Regions from separate parts of the Sus scrofa genome. Here region 1 is linked to region 2. A link is a contact called in public Hi-C data. All regions are on one chromosome and are shown on one strand. The core of a region is the stretch at or near the end of the contact, and the rest is flanking DNA. Distances in the headings are between cores, read along the strand shown. Region 1 overlaps STRIP2 (striatin-interacting protein 2). Region 2 has its middle 43 kb from the start of MIR183.

Region 1 (7,633 bases), core at 2,728-5,227, 280 kb after region 2:
GCCTAGATATAAGAGGATATTCCAAACATTTCTTTGCAAATGGCTGGGTCATGCAAATTCTGACCCAATGCTTTGGACAACACTTCACCACTCCATCTATTGCCTTACCACTAGAGGATGAGATTGGGCAAGACACTAAGAAACTTCTAGCTCTGATACTCAGTGACTCCTAAATACAATGTGTGTTTATTTATAAATTATAAACGGATTGTTGTAGCAACATGATGTATATTATAAAGTGCACAGAAATATAGAAAAAAGGATATTAATACACATAGAAGATCTAATATATTCCACCCCTAAAGCATCGTGTTGCACATCCTACTTCTCATACCACTGCTCTAAACAACCACCCAGAGGAGGCTGAGCTTCCTACAGTACTTGCTAAGGCCACACCCACTGCCTCTTTAGCAACCTCCTTCCAAAGGCCATACCTAACTTCCATACAATCATATACTCATCATCCTTCTCTTATGTTTGGAATTTAAATTTAATGTCTTTTTAGTGGGTTGAATTTGGAATATAGACTTTTGGAAAATTGTGAGACTTCCTATGTCAGGTAGGTGAGGAAACTATTCAGCACATGAGTAAAGATGGCCTACTGGAGAGAGAAATATTTTGACAAAATGAGAACACTTTAGAAATTAACATGCCATTAACTCTGCCTTTATTTCATGTCCATTATATGTGTAGTTGGAGTGCCAAATGAAGTTGAACTCAGTTCAAATTCAGAAAACTGAAAAAATATGAATCGAGATTACCTTAGCCAAATAATTCCACTTCAAGGAATTTATCTTAAGGAAATAATCAGAAATGAGGTACGAGTATATTCATTTTGGATACGAAGAACACTGAAATAAATGCCCAATAATAGTAGAAAACAATCTTTAAAAAGAAATTAAGTAGTGGGGGGGGTTTCCTTGTGGCACATCAGGTTAAGGATCTGGCATTGTCACTGCAATGACCTGGATTGCTGTTGTGGTTCAGGGGTGATCCCTGGCCTGGGAATGTCTACATGCCTTGGGTGTGGCAAAAAAAAAGTAGTGGAATATTATGTGTAGCTATTAAAAATTATGTTCTCAGGAATGTTTAATAAAATGATATTGTGAACATTTAAATTTTACCATGTAAATTGAAACATGTAAAGTTCTTATTTTTTTAAATAATATGTATATGTGTATGTATATATATATACATATATATATGAATGATATATACAAATGAATATATTGAATGAACCAATATATACATGGTTAACTGCAGCAAAATATATTTTTTTCTTTTTTCTCATGCCCATGGCACATGGAAGTTCCTGGGCCAGGAATGGAACCTGTGACACAGCAGTGACAACACTGGATTATTAACCTGCTGAGCCACCAGGGAACTCCAACACTAGTCCTTTCTGAGTGCAGAAGCCATCAGATTAGATAAACAAACCACTGTGTTGAAGGCCTGTGTGGAGCGAACTTGCTAGTTAAGTCCATTACTGGGCTCAGGGAATTCTTTTAAAGTTCAAGTAAAAAAACAAAAAACTGATTACCAAATGAAACCAGCAGGTGCCACTGTTGCTTCACAGAAAGGACAAGAATACCTAGCATGAGTGTTTTTTATGCTAATTTCTACTTATGTGACTGAGAAAAGAGAACACATTGTATCAAGAAATAGATTCAGGTCATAAAAGCTGACTTTATGTTTTGAAATACCCTACTAATTGAAAAGGGTGGGTTTCTTTGTTTCTTCTTCTTTTTTTTTTTGCTTTTTTAGGGCTGGACCCATAGCAAATGGAGGTTCCCAGGCTAGGGGTCGAATAGGAGCTACAGCTGCCAGCCACAGCCACGCCAGATCTGAGCTGCATCTACGACCTACACCACAGCTCATGGCAATGCGGGATCCTTAATCCACTGAGTGAGGCCAGGGATTGAACCCACAACCTCATGGTTCCTAGTTGGATTTGTTAACCGCCGTGCCACGACGGGAATTCCTGAAAAGTTTTAATGCTATCTGTGTACTACTGTTTCTGTGAGAAAGTGCATTCCTCATTCCAACTCTGAATGGCAGGGACGCATTGGCAGAGGGTCTCCACTTTGGCTCTGTTGCTTTCAACTGTAAGGTTCTGGCAGCTACCTAACTTCTCCATCTACAAAACATTAATACCAACCTCATACAGTTGCTTTAAAAATTGACTATCATAAATAAGGTTAGACAACTTATTACCTCTCTCTGCAGTGTTAAGAAGCTCTCAACTTCCTTGACTACTGAGACCACATCTAATTCAGACAGGAAGTCTCTGCCCAGGTGCTAAAAGAAGTGCTAGACTTGGTGTCTCAGGACTCAGGTTTTTCTCTAATTCAGGGTTGATATCTATGAGGAGTGGATCTGACAAGTCACTTCATCCACTGGGCCCCTAGGTTTCTCATCTTTGAAATAGGGGGGTAGGCCAAATGGCACTCAGGTCCCCTCCAGCCAAGAATCCTACAGTTCTGTAAAACTTGTGCCCCAGAAGTTACCACCATTCTACTTTTGCGCAATATACTTTTCTGATGTGACACTTTGCAGGTATTAAACTGGGGGACAAGGGGTTGGGGAACACACAGGCACTGCCATCCGATCATTTATTGAACTCCTTCCATGTACTGAACATGGTGCTAGACTCTGGGGATATAAAGATGAAGATGGTACTGTCTCTTCCTTCAAGGAGTTTTCTGTCAAATGGGGAAACAAATACAGATAGACAATCACAGTGCAATGGGGTGAGGCTATGGGCTGAGGTAATAGCTAAGTTGATCTTCAACATGCTGTTGATCAGCCAGTTTCACAGGATTCAGAATAACTCTGAGGGACTTTTCTGATTTGCCTAAAGCTCTTTCCAGCATGAGGAGCTTTCTGGGTCATCCTTCTGGGGCCAAATCGACTTTTGCCTCAGAGAGACAAAGACAAATATTTTCTGAAGTACACACTCCTGGGTTGTATAACCTATATGGAAATGAGAATAGGCTGAAGCACAGCAAAAAGAAGACAGATAATTGTTTTAGGCTAGAACAGAAAAGAGTCTCCGGCCATTCAGCACGGATGTTCACATTCAACTTGACTCCCATTATCTTTCTAAATTCTCTCTCCTCAGTGTTTTGCACTGACGCTTTTCCCTACAAAACGCTGTGCTCAGCTTTTCCAAATCTTTCTCAACTGGGTCGGCAGCTCTAAACCCCTCCTACCTCTGTGCTCTTGCCAAGGTGCCTTTATTGATCTGAGACTCCCAAACCAGGGCATTAGGGGGCTAGAGAAGAAAAGGAAGAACAAATGCCAACCTCTGCCACCTGGCAATTTCAAAGGCTACCAAATCCCCATCTGCTTACCAGACTCTCTGTAGTAAGCTCTGGCAAATCCTGGATGGTACAGCAAGGGTAATCCAGGACCGAGATGCTGCAAGATGCAGAGATAAGGACAGCTTTTAGGTAAATGGCAATGGCAGGAAATGGCTATATGAGAAAGGGCAGGAGTTATTTCTCCTCGGCAGGCCCCATCTATTTCCCAGATTGCTTAGTGACTTTAGCTCAAACTGAGGGTTCTGATGCCAGCAACGCCAGATCCAATCTCCTCCTCATGGCCATGAGAGAAACCAACAGAGTTCTTTCAGGCTGGCCCCCATATGGCAGAGGCAAGAGAAAGCCGAAAGACCTCTGTATGGCCACCTTTCTCCTCCCTTCTTCAATGAAATACATAAGCTTGTGTGCATTTGTGTTTCTGTATTTAAGAGTATGCTTATGTGTATGTGTGAATATAACTGCTTTCCCAGAGATGCTGCCCAAACTTATCCCACTTCACAACAAATAACCTATGGCTATGAGGATGAAACAAAGACCTCTCCTGTGGCTCTTACCAGATGTTTCTGAAAGCCAGCAGGTCTGGGAAATGTTCGGCGAAGCCACTCCTAGAGGAAACTTGAGACAGAGGCAGCTTCCTGCAGCAAGGCCAGTCTAGTAGCTCAAGAATGGTAATAGCATCTGCCCCCCAAAATAGGCAGTGAGGGACTAAAAGAGGGCTGGAGACTCTGTGGTAAACCCAGGGGTGCAGGCATGAGTCAGAAGGGGAAATAAGTACTGCATGATGACAGGGACACAGTCACTCAAAATGACAGCTCTCTCTCTCTCTTTCCTCTTCTCCCTTACTCACTGGCACAATGCAGAATTTAGACTAGCTAATCTCTAGTGAGCCTTCTGGTTCCGACATTCCATGAAGTTTTAAACAGCAATCCATCTGAACTAGAGTAGTTGGAAATGGATAAATGATGTTAGCAAAGTGGAGATTTTTATAAAGAGGAATATGAACCTGTCTCTACATTTTGAAAGTCAAAACTTCTATCCAAGCAGAAGGCAACAATTTATTTGGCTAGAAATAAGCCAAGAAACCCACAAAGGCAGGAGAGGAGAGGGCAGTGGATCTACCTATAATGTTGCTCATCATCTTATTTCACTCTGTTGGATTCTCCCAAGGTTGCCAGTTCAGTTCTGCTCCATTAGGACAAACATTCTTGGCTGGCTTATTTACTCATCCACCCACCTCCCACTGACAAAGCCCCATGGCAAAGTAGGTACTGGTGATCAGGAAATGAGGGTGGGAAATCAAAAATGAATTGTTTCGGGAGTTCCCGTCGTGGCGCAGTGGTTAACGAATCCGACTAGGAACCATGAGGTTGCGGGTTCGGTCCCTGCCCTTGCTCAGCGGGTTGACGATCCGGCGTTGCCGTGAGCTGTGGTGTAGGTTGCAGACGCGGCTCGGATCCCGCGTTGCTGTGGCTTTGGCGTAGGCCGGTGGCTACAGCTCCGATTCGACCCCTAGCCTGGGAACCTCCATATGCCGCGGGAGCGGCCCAAGAAATAGCAACAACAACAACAATAATGCCGAGGGAGCGGCCCAAGAAATAGCAACAACAACAACAACAACAACAAAAGACAAAAAAAAAAAAAAAAAAAAAATGAATTGTTCCAATCTCAGTGTACTGAATTCTAGCCTTAGGGGGCATAAAGTTACAAGTTTCTGGCATATCTAGATTTTAGGAGCCATGAGGAAACTGTGCAACAACGACCTGTGGGTGCTCAAGTTTCTTGGGATCATGCAACAGTAAAGCTTGCAGATGATACACAGAGGACCACTGCATCCAGATCAATCTTGGCAAATGGTGTAGTCTGGCACTACTGCTCTTTCAACTCCAACCTGAACCTGATGGATGCCTACTGGATTGTCTGACCCCTGCTTCGAGGCCCATGGTGCAGGGAGGCATTTAGCTCCTGAACCCCACTCCCCAGCCACAGCTGACGGATCCAAAGATGGACCTCTATCCCTGGGAATGTGGAAGGGGGATTGAGAGCAAATTCAAGTTCTGAAGTGGCACAGGAATATGTTTAGCTCATGTGGGCATGTTTTGCCAAGTGGCCTGAGAGGCAGATAAAACTGTTTATCAGTGAGAAAGGAAAAACTGGAGTGCAGGTACAGAGGCTTAGTGGCCCTGGATGGAGGTGGAGGGCTTCCTGGGCTCCCTATGCTACAGACCAACCCTGAGGCCCAGAGCAGCATCTTTGTCCTAGGTTCCTCAGGATAACGTACTGCCCATTTTCTCTTGACAAATTCCCAATCCGTGTGAGCCACATCCAGTTGGTTTTGGCTACTTAAGAGGGTTGACTGATACACACAGGTGCCTTCATGAAGCTGCAGCCCTTACCCAGCCGGACCTCCACTTTCATTTTCCTGGGTAACCCCATGAGCACTTATCAAGTGCCATTTTTAAGTGAGTGTACAAGCCTCTGTAGTTAGAAAAATACCCATTCTCCAATGCTTCCCCTAAACAGAAAAAGTAAAGCACTCTCAAATATGTTTATCTTAACTAATGCTTATAAAAGTCTATGATATAGCCAGAATATTATTTTATTTAAAAAATTTTTTAAATTCTCATTTTAAAGACAAAAATACTGTGGCTCAGAGAAGCAAAGTGTCTTACACTCGAGATTACACATCTAGCAAGTAGCAGATCTAGGACTTGTGACTTCAGATTCTGTGTGTTTTAAACTACATACAAGTAGGCTGCCTCTCCAGGATGGGGTTTCAGGCAGTGCTGACAGACTGGTGTGGCAACATCTCCTAGCCCCTCTGCAGTCACCTCCAGTATCAGGTCAGCCTTCTTCTATTTTAGGAACTTTGCCTCCGATAAAGCACTTCTGGTCAACTCTACTGATTAACATGCTTCTAGTTCTTAAGGAAGTAGCAAACCGAGGACGAAGCATCTACTCTTAACCTCCCAAGTCCCCACTTGGCTGGAGCAATCCACAGCAATTGTGATCAGAAAGCAATTTTTGGAGTGCCCTTCGTGGCTCAGCAGTTACCGAACCTGACTAGCATCCATGGGGATGCAGGTTCGAGTCGTGGCCTTGCTCTGTGGGTTAAGGATCTGGTGTTGCCGTGCTGTGGTGTAGATCACAGACAGAGCTCAGATCCCAAGTTGCTGTGGCTGTGGTGCAGGCTGGTGGGTACAGCTCCAGTTTGACCTCTGTAGGCTGGGAACCTCCATTTGCCACAGGTGTGGCCCTGAAATAGCCAAAAAAAACACAAAAAACAAAAACAAAAAAACAATTTGTGTTTTGACCCAGAACTCTGCTGCTTACTTTAGGGATCTCACCAGCATGTTATCCTAAAGTCAGTCAATTAACCTCCCTGAATTTTCCTAATTAGTGAAATGGGAATAAAACTTTTGATACCTCTTAGCACTGAGGAGATTAAATGAAATAATGGATGTGAAAATACTGTATTTTTTTAAACTAGAAATTGATCTATCTATAGTCTATTATCTACCTTTGGTTACAAATTCTGTATAACACTTTAAAAAGAAGTATAATTGACCCAACTTATGATTTATACTAGAAATCACGGTTGGCCGGACAGGTAGCCTCCTTCATAAAAAACAGTTTTCTGGATCCTTCTGCCACAGGGCTGAAATTCATTGCTGCAGTTTCATTTCTTTGAGTTGTGGCATTTTAGGATTTCAGAACTATTAAAATACAAATGTCTTTGTGAAGAGGCCAAACCATACACCCCACCAGCTAATACTTCAAGGAAGTTAAATTTGACAGTGACAGCTTTAAGTTCTCCCGGGACACCAGGAGAACTGAAAGGTGGCTCAGACGCAATGTAATTTCTCAACCATCCCAAATAGCCTTTTGAAATAAACCTGTCCAGAGTCCTTACCTGTTTTTGGCAGTGATGTAGGACAAGATATTTTGATTGAAGAATTTCAGGATCAATGGAATGCAGTTAGCAAATACCAAATGTTGTGATACATATTCAAACTGAATTAAAAGATCAAAGCAGAAAGGATGCTTATTTGGGGGAGAATAGAGGGTCTGTATGAAAAAAAAAAAAGATGCAAGTACAATTCTATTATCCATTCCTGAGAATATTCACTGTCATCTTGTGTTATCAGCCTTCCTGCCTGGGAAATGGGGAGAACCGTCTTCAGCCAGCTCATCCTACACAGAAAGGGACGTGTGTACATCCTACAGTGTGTACATTGCAAGGGCCTGACCTAAAGCATAAAACATAAACAAGCCAGAAAGAAAATCCCACTCCAGATAAATAAGAAGAATTA
Region 2 (7,081 bases), core at 191-2,690:
GAGCAGAAATATATAAAAATAGAATGCCATCTACATAATTTAAAACTTTCTGGTATCTGCATTTCTTTCTTTTGTTCAAACTATAGTTGATTTACAGTGTGCCAATTTCTGCTGTACAGCAAAGTGACTGTCATTTGTATATAATATATATACACATTCTTTTTTTTTTTTTTGTCTTTTCTAGGGCTGCACCCATGGCATATGGAGGTTCCCAGGCTAGGGGTCCAATCAGAGCTACAGCTGCTGGCCTACACCACAGCCTCATGGTTCCTAGTCGGATTCGTTAACCACTGAGACACAACAGGAACTCCTATATATACATACTTTTTTTAATCTTTTTTTTTTTTTTTTTTTTTTTTTTGGTCTTTTTAGGACTGTACCCACAGCACATGGAGATTCCCAGGCTAAGGGTTGAATAGGAGCTGTAGCCGCCAGCCTACACCTCAGACACGGCAATGTCAGATCTGAGCCTTGTCTGCAACCTACACCACAGCTCATGGCAATGCCAGATCCTTAACCCATTGAGCAAGGCCAGAGATTGAACCTGCATTCTCATGGATCTAGTTGGATTCGTTAACTGCTGAACCATGATGGGAACTTCTGTAATATTCTTTCTATCATGGTCTATGCCAGGAAAAATCAACTTGCTTTTTAAAAATGTCCATTCTTTTTTTATTTTTTATTTGCTATTGATTTCTTTTTTATTACAGCATAGTTGATTTACAGTATTGTGCCAATTTCTGCAGCACAGTGACCCAGTTATATATATATGGATTGGATATAGTTCCCTGTGCTATAGAGTAGGACCTTTTATCCATCTAGAAGCCACATTTCTTAAAAAAAAAAAAAAATCAATGTTTACAGAAATTTTTACACTGCTTGTTTTTGAATTTAAATTAATTACAATTAAATAAGATGAAAAATTCAGTTCCTCCGTCATCACATTGACTGGCTCAAGCGGCTGGTGGCACCTCCTGGACGGTGCAGCCCAGGACGCCTCTAGGTGGAGTGAGAATTTTTAGAAGAAAAGAAGTCACAAAAGCGACCTTTGTCGGGGATTTGGAGTAGAACCCAGAACCTCACACTCCACAGAGAATATACTGGGGTCCCGGGGTCCCCGCGTACAGTCCAGAGCCTGCACCCACTTCTGTTACCGCGCGCGGACGCCACAGTCGTGGGCGAACGAGGCGGCGGCCGGGGTTGTGGGGACCCTCGGGGTCCATCCGGTGCGGCCCCGAGGCGTGGCTTCCAGGACTCCAGGGCGCCCCGGGTCCTGTGCGCGCGCCGTTGGCTGGAGCCCGCGACCTCACGCTGCAGTCACTCCGAGGGCTCGCAGGTCCCCGCCGCGGAGATGACAGACAGAAGAGTCTGGAGTCTCTTCTGGGTGCGGGTGGGGGCTCAGGACCCGAGGCGCAGGATTGGAGACCGGCCAGAGGGGCGCGGCCCAACCCGGCCACCTTAGCCAGTCCCGCCTCGGGCACCAGAGGGCGCGCGAGCCTCACGCTGCGGCCCCGGCTCACGGGCCGACCCGCCCTTCACCCAGCTGGCCCAGGTGAAACCCGGAGGCCTCGCGGCGTCTCGGTCACCAGGGACCCCTTATCCCCACCGCGGTACCCTGCAGTTGCCAGAAAGAAAAAACAGCGGAGGGAGTTCCCGTCGTGGCGCAGTGGTTAACGAATCCGACTAGGAACCATGAGGTTGCAGGTTCGATCCCTGCCCTTGCTCAGTGGGTTAACGATCCGGCGTTGCCGTGAGCTGTGGTGTAGGTTGCAGACGCAGCTCGGATCCCGCGTTGCTGTGGCTCTGGCGTAGGCCGGTGGCTACAGCTCCGATTCGACCCCTGGCCTGGGAACCTCCATATGCCGTGGCAGCAGCCCAAGAAATAGCAAAAAAGACAAAAAAAAAAAAAAAAAAAAAAAAAAAAAGAAAGAAAGAAAAAGAGACGAGGATGCCAAAGATAAGCCTCCAGCCCCTTTCCCCCATCCCCACCCTCCCCACCCTTGCCCATCTCAGTAGGAGCCAGAGCCTCCCAGCCTGACTTCCCACTGCCGTGGCTCCTGGCAGCCAGTGACAGATGTGAGTGCACAAGCAGAGATTTGTTGGAAGGTCAAGAAGGCGCCGCAGAATTCCTGGCGACTTGGAAAAGGAGAGAAGCCGAGGGACTCTGGAGACCAGGCCTCAGGAGCCACTGGTAGCCGGAGTGACCCGGCCAGAGCAAAGCCATCCCAGCTGGCTGCCCCCACCTGCCATGAACCAAACTATCTCTCCTCTGCATTAACAAAGATGAAACAGTCCCAGCAGAAGCCAGGGCCCTGTCCTAGTGGGTGGGGACCCAGAGAAGAGGGATGTCATGTGATGCCTGCAGGGGAAGAGTTCCCAGAGCAGACCTGGAGTTCAGCATGGAGGCCCCAAAGGCTCCCAAGGTGATGCGCTCCCTGTCAAGGTGTCCACTAGTCCTGGGAGGGGCTGGCTGTGCCCGCCGCCCCAGCTGACCTTTTGGGCAGAGGGGAATAAAGGTCATGAAAGAACTACAAACCACAAGAAGGGGGCTTCCTGGAAGAGGGAGCTTGATCAAGGCCTGGCTGGATGGGAAGGACCTGGATAAAGAGAGAAAGGCCCCGGGCAGCTCAGGTAAGGGATTGGCCAGGGGTGTGCAAGGATGATGGGAGTGGACCTGGTGGGAAGATGAAGGTGGATGGGTCTCAAGTTCTGGTTGACCTGGAGGTTTAGAGTGGAATAGTGGCTTTGGACCAAGTCATCAGGCATCAGAGGCACAAAGCAAAACCACAGAGGAAAGGGAGAGACACAGGAGTGGACAGGGACCCAAAGTGTTCTCCAGAAGCAAGAGGGCTGAGCAAGAAGGGACAGTGGCACAGGCTGCAGGGGCAGATGGGGCAGGGCAGAAGGGCAGGATTGATGGGGGTCTGGGGTACAAGGGCAGGAGAAAGGGGCAGGAAGGATAAGAAAGGCCCAGGTGGTGTAGCTTCTGAGATGGAGTGGAAGACCGCAGCCTTCACTGTAAACTCTGTCTTGCTCCCTTGCTGTCTCGGCTCTCTCGCTCTGGAGGAAGTCAGTTGATATGATCTGAGCTGCCCTTTGGAGGGACTCACCCGGCTAAAAATTGAAGCCCTAAACCAGTGGCTCCTCCAGACGGAGTCAAGCAAGGAATAACTGCAGCCGAGGCCTCCTGAATCCCAGATTCCTGATGCTCAGAAACTGAAACAGAGAAGCACTGTTTGTAGTTGTAAACCTTTAAGTTTGGGGTGTAATTAGTTATACAGCCATAACTATGACCATGTGTTAGCACTGAACAGCTTATCTCAAGATTTATTTTAGGAGTTCCTCCTGTGGCACAACGGGATCAGTGGCATCTTGGGAGCACTGGGACCTAGGTTCACCCCAGCCTGGCACAGTGGGTTAAGGATCTGGCGTTGCTGTAGCTGCAGCTTAGGTCACAACTGCAGCTCAGACTGATCCCCGCCTGGGAACTGTGTATGGTGTGGAGCAGCCCAAAAAGTAAAATAAATAAATAAAAATTATGAGGCAAATTGGGGAAATTTGAACAATGACTGGATATGTGATATTAACAAATCTATACTTTTTTATAGGTGAGAAAGATATTATGGATTTTTTGTTTGTTTGGTTGTTTTTTGTTTTTGTTTTTTCCTTTTTAGGGCCGCACTCGCGGCATATGGATGTTCCCAGGCTGGGGGTCAAATTGGAGCTATAGGAGTTCCCGTCGTGGTGCAGTGGTTAGAAAATCTGACTAGGAACCATGGGGTTGCAGGTTTGATCCCTGGCCTTGCTCAGTGGGTTAAGGATCCAGCGTTGCCATGAGCTGTGGTGTGGGTCGCAGATGCAGCTTGGATCCTGTGTTGCTGTGGCTGTAGCGTGGGCCGGTGGCTACAGCTCCGGTTGGACCCTTAGCCTGGGAACCTCCATGTGCTGCGGGAGCAGCCCTAGAAATGGCAAAATGACCAAAAAACAAAAAACAAAAAAAACAAATCGGAGCTACCACTGCAGGCCTACACCACAGCCACAGCCACAGCCATGCCAGATCCAAGCCGCGTCTGCGACCTATACCACAGCTCATGGCAACACCAGGTCCTTGACCCACTGAGCGTGGCCAGGGATTGAACCTGCAACCTCAGGGTTCCTAGTCGGCTTCTTTTCCACTGGGCCATGATGGGAACTCCAAGAAAGGTATTGTGTTTATGTTGTATGTGTGAACATATATATGCGTGTGTGTGTGTGTGTGTGTGTGTGTTGTGTGTGTGTGTGTTCAAAGACTAACTTTTAGAAATACATTTTGAATTGATGGATGAAATAGTATGATATTTGGATTTGTTTCAAAATAACCCAGTGGTCAGAGTTCCCTTGTGGTGCAACGGGTTAAGGATTCTGCCTTGTCACTGCATCAGCCTGTGTCACTGATGTAGTGCGGATTCCATCCTTGGCCTGGGAACGTCCACATGCTGCAGATGCAGCCAAAAAACAAACCAACAAAAAAATCCAGAACCTAGTGGTGGGAGGGGAGGTAATAGATGAAACAGAACCGGCCCTCTTAACCAATTGTTGAAGCAGAGCGATGGCTGCATGAGATTTCATTATACCGTTCTCTCTACTTTTGAGAAGGGTATAAATTTTTCATGATAGATTTTTTTTTTTTTTTTTTTGTCTTTTTGCTATTTCTTTGGGCCACACCTGCGGCATATGGAGGTTCCCAGGCTAGGGGTCCAATCGGAGCTGTAGCCACTGGCCTACGCCAGAGCCACAGCAACGCAGGATCTGAGCTGCGTCTGCAACCTACACCACAGCTCAGGGCAACGCCGGATCGTTAACCCACTGAGCAAGGGCAGGGACCGAACCCGCAACCTCATGGTTCCTAGTCGGATTCGTTAACCACTGCGCCACGACGGGAACTCCCATGATAGATATTTTTTTAAAGTCCTGCTATTATGTAAAAAATATTGAGATTTATATTTTAAAAGTTGGGGTTTTCCAAAGCAGTGGAGTTCTATCAGTAAGGAATAGGGAAGATTAGCCTCAGGGACACACAGAGCAGTCTCTGCCTGTCCTGGCAGCTTAGCTCAATTCCTAACTGGCAGAGGAGGCCCAAATGTGCTATGATCTGGTGTCCCTCCAGGCCATGGTACAGCTAGAGACCTCGTTTGCCTGGTACTTACTGGATCCTTCTGTGTGCCCAGATTTGCATTGTGGGTCAGGGAAGAAGGGGGTGTAGCTGAAGATAAGAGACCCAGACCCTGGTCACAAGCAGTTTATAATTTATTAGAGCAAAAAGCAAATGCAGTGACTCCCACACTCTGCGTAGTCCCTCCAAGATAGGAGATAAATAAGCAGCAAAGTGTTCTATGTGTGTCCCTTTAGCAGAAAGGATGAGGCCAAGGTGTGCAGGAGGGCTGCCAGGGATGAACTGGGCCTCCGCTTGATTAGAAAAGGAGGCCCCTCTGACAAGAGGAGCATGAGATCCGGGGACCTTATTCAGCCTCCATGCCAGCTGTGTGTCTCACAGAGCGGAGGGCAACTACAGCTCTGTGCCTGTTTATGTCTCTGGCTAAGGAATTAGTTCTTAGGGATAAAATGGCAAGCCACAAAGCCTCCCTGTTAATTATGGCAAAAAGAGCAGCAACAACAACTAATGTTTTAAGGATCCGGGCATCAGAGCTAAGGGTTTAATTTACAGCAAGGCTATGAGGCTGGTGTGAACATCCATAGTGGACACCTGTTACTCTTGCCTGCCCAGCATCTGCTCCTTCTACTTCTGGTATCAGTGCCCCTAAGCTGGCTGTTGGGGAATCTACCCTCCTCCCTCATTCTCCTAGACGAGGTTTTTAAGAGACCCACGTTGACCCTGCCAGCCAATCAGGTGGCCCCCTTTGACCTTGCCAGCCAATCAGGTGCCCTGCTCTGAGTTCAGCGAGGAACCCTTGGCTGGGACTTCTGCTGATCCCAGAGAAAGAAAAGACCTTTCCCTCTGGGGTTTCTAAACTGGCAGGAGAGAAGCCTGGAGCAGGGCTGGGAGGTCCTGCTTGAAAAACTCCTCCCTGACCCGTCCCTCTAGATGAGAATGTAAAAAACCTTTTTTGTTGACTCATGTTACTCTGGCTTCTGTCGTTTGCGATCAAGAATCCTAATAGGGGAGTTCCCGTCGTGGCGCAGTGGTTAACGAATCCGACTAGGAACCATGAGGTTGCGGGTTCGGTCCCTGCCCTTGCTCAGTGGGTTAAGGATCCGGCGTTGCTGTGAGCTGTGGTGTAGGTTGCAGACGCGGCTCGGATCCCGCGTTGCTGTGGCTCTGGCGTAGGCTGGTGGCTATGGCTCTGATTCGACCCCTAGCCTGGGAATCTCCATATGCCGCAGGGGCAGCCCAAGAAATAGCAAAAAAAAAAAAAAAAAAAAAAAAAAAGACTCCTAATAGGCACCTTCAATGTCCAAGTGAAGAAAGCAGAAGATGCAATTACAAGTCCAAGGTTACCATATTTGCATAGAATCTGAAATAGCCATACCATGGGTCTTAGAAGACAGACCTACAGGAGTTCCTGTCCTGGTTCAGCGGAAATGAATCTGACTAGGAACCATGAGGATGCGAGTTGGATCCCTGGCCTCGCTCAGTGGGTTAAGGATCCAGCGTTGCTGTGAGCTGTGGTGTAGGTCTCAGACTTGGCTCAGATCCACATTGCTGTGGCTGTGATGTAGACCAACAGCCAACAGCTAGAGCTACAGCTCCAATTCGACCCCTTCCCTGGGAACCTCCATATGCCGAGGGTGTGGCCCTAAAAAGACAAGGGGAAAAAAAAAAGACTTAAGAAAATACAGGAGTTCCCGTCGTGGCGCAGTGGTTAATGAATCCGACTAGGAACCATGAGGTTGCGGGTTCGGTCCCTGCCCTTGCTCAGTGGGTTAACGATCCGGCGTTGGCGTGAGCTGTGGTGTAGGTTGCAGACGCGGCTCGGATCCTGCGTTGCTGTGCCTCTGGCGTAGGCCGGTGGCTACAGCTCCGATTCGACCCCTGGCCTGGGAACCTCCATATGCCGCGGGAGCGGCCCAAGAAATAGCAACA

What was found. A called contact is a pair of places that touch in the nucleus more often than the background predicts.
Region 1: a contact with region 2 is called in a Hi-C map of skeletal muscle, with 5 times the contacts expected there. The contact joins two enhancer-like sites. A contact is called at or near these places in 3 of 47 Hi-C or Micro-C datasets (embryonic fibroblasts, skeletal muscle and subcutaneous adipose tissue) and 1 of 2 datasets of contacts at active chromatin or transcription factors (alveolar macrophages).

What each region holds. Positions count from the first base shown.
Region 1 is chr18:19,217,199-19,224,831 of Sscrofa11.1, forward strand. It overlaps STRIP2 (striatin-interacting protein 2), which reads right to left. Exons shown (of 21, transcript XM_003134694.6): 17 at 7,234-7,334; 18 at 3,354-3,420. Among named protein-coding and RNA genes, the nearest start is that of SMKR1, 21 kb to the left of the region's middle. Within about 2 kb of position 3,978, at least 6 of the 83 cell types and tissues checked have an H3K27ac peak or open chromatin away from gene starts, as enhancers often do. A contact at or near this core is called in skeletal muscle, where this site is marked.
Region 2 is chr18:18,935,676-18,942,756 of Sscrofa11.1, forward strand. No RefSeq gene overlaps it. Among named protein-coding and RNA genes, the nearest start is that of MIR183, 43 kb to the right of the region's middle. Within about 2 kb of position 1,441, at least 29 of the 83 cell types and tissues checked have an H3K27ac peak or open chromatin away from gene starts, as enhancers often do. A contact at or near this core is called in skeletal muscle, where this site is marked.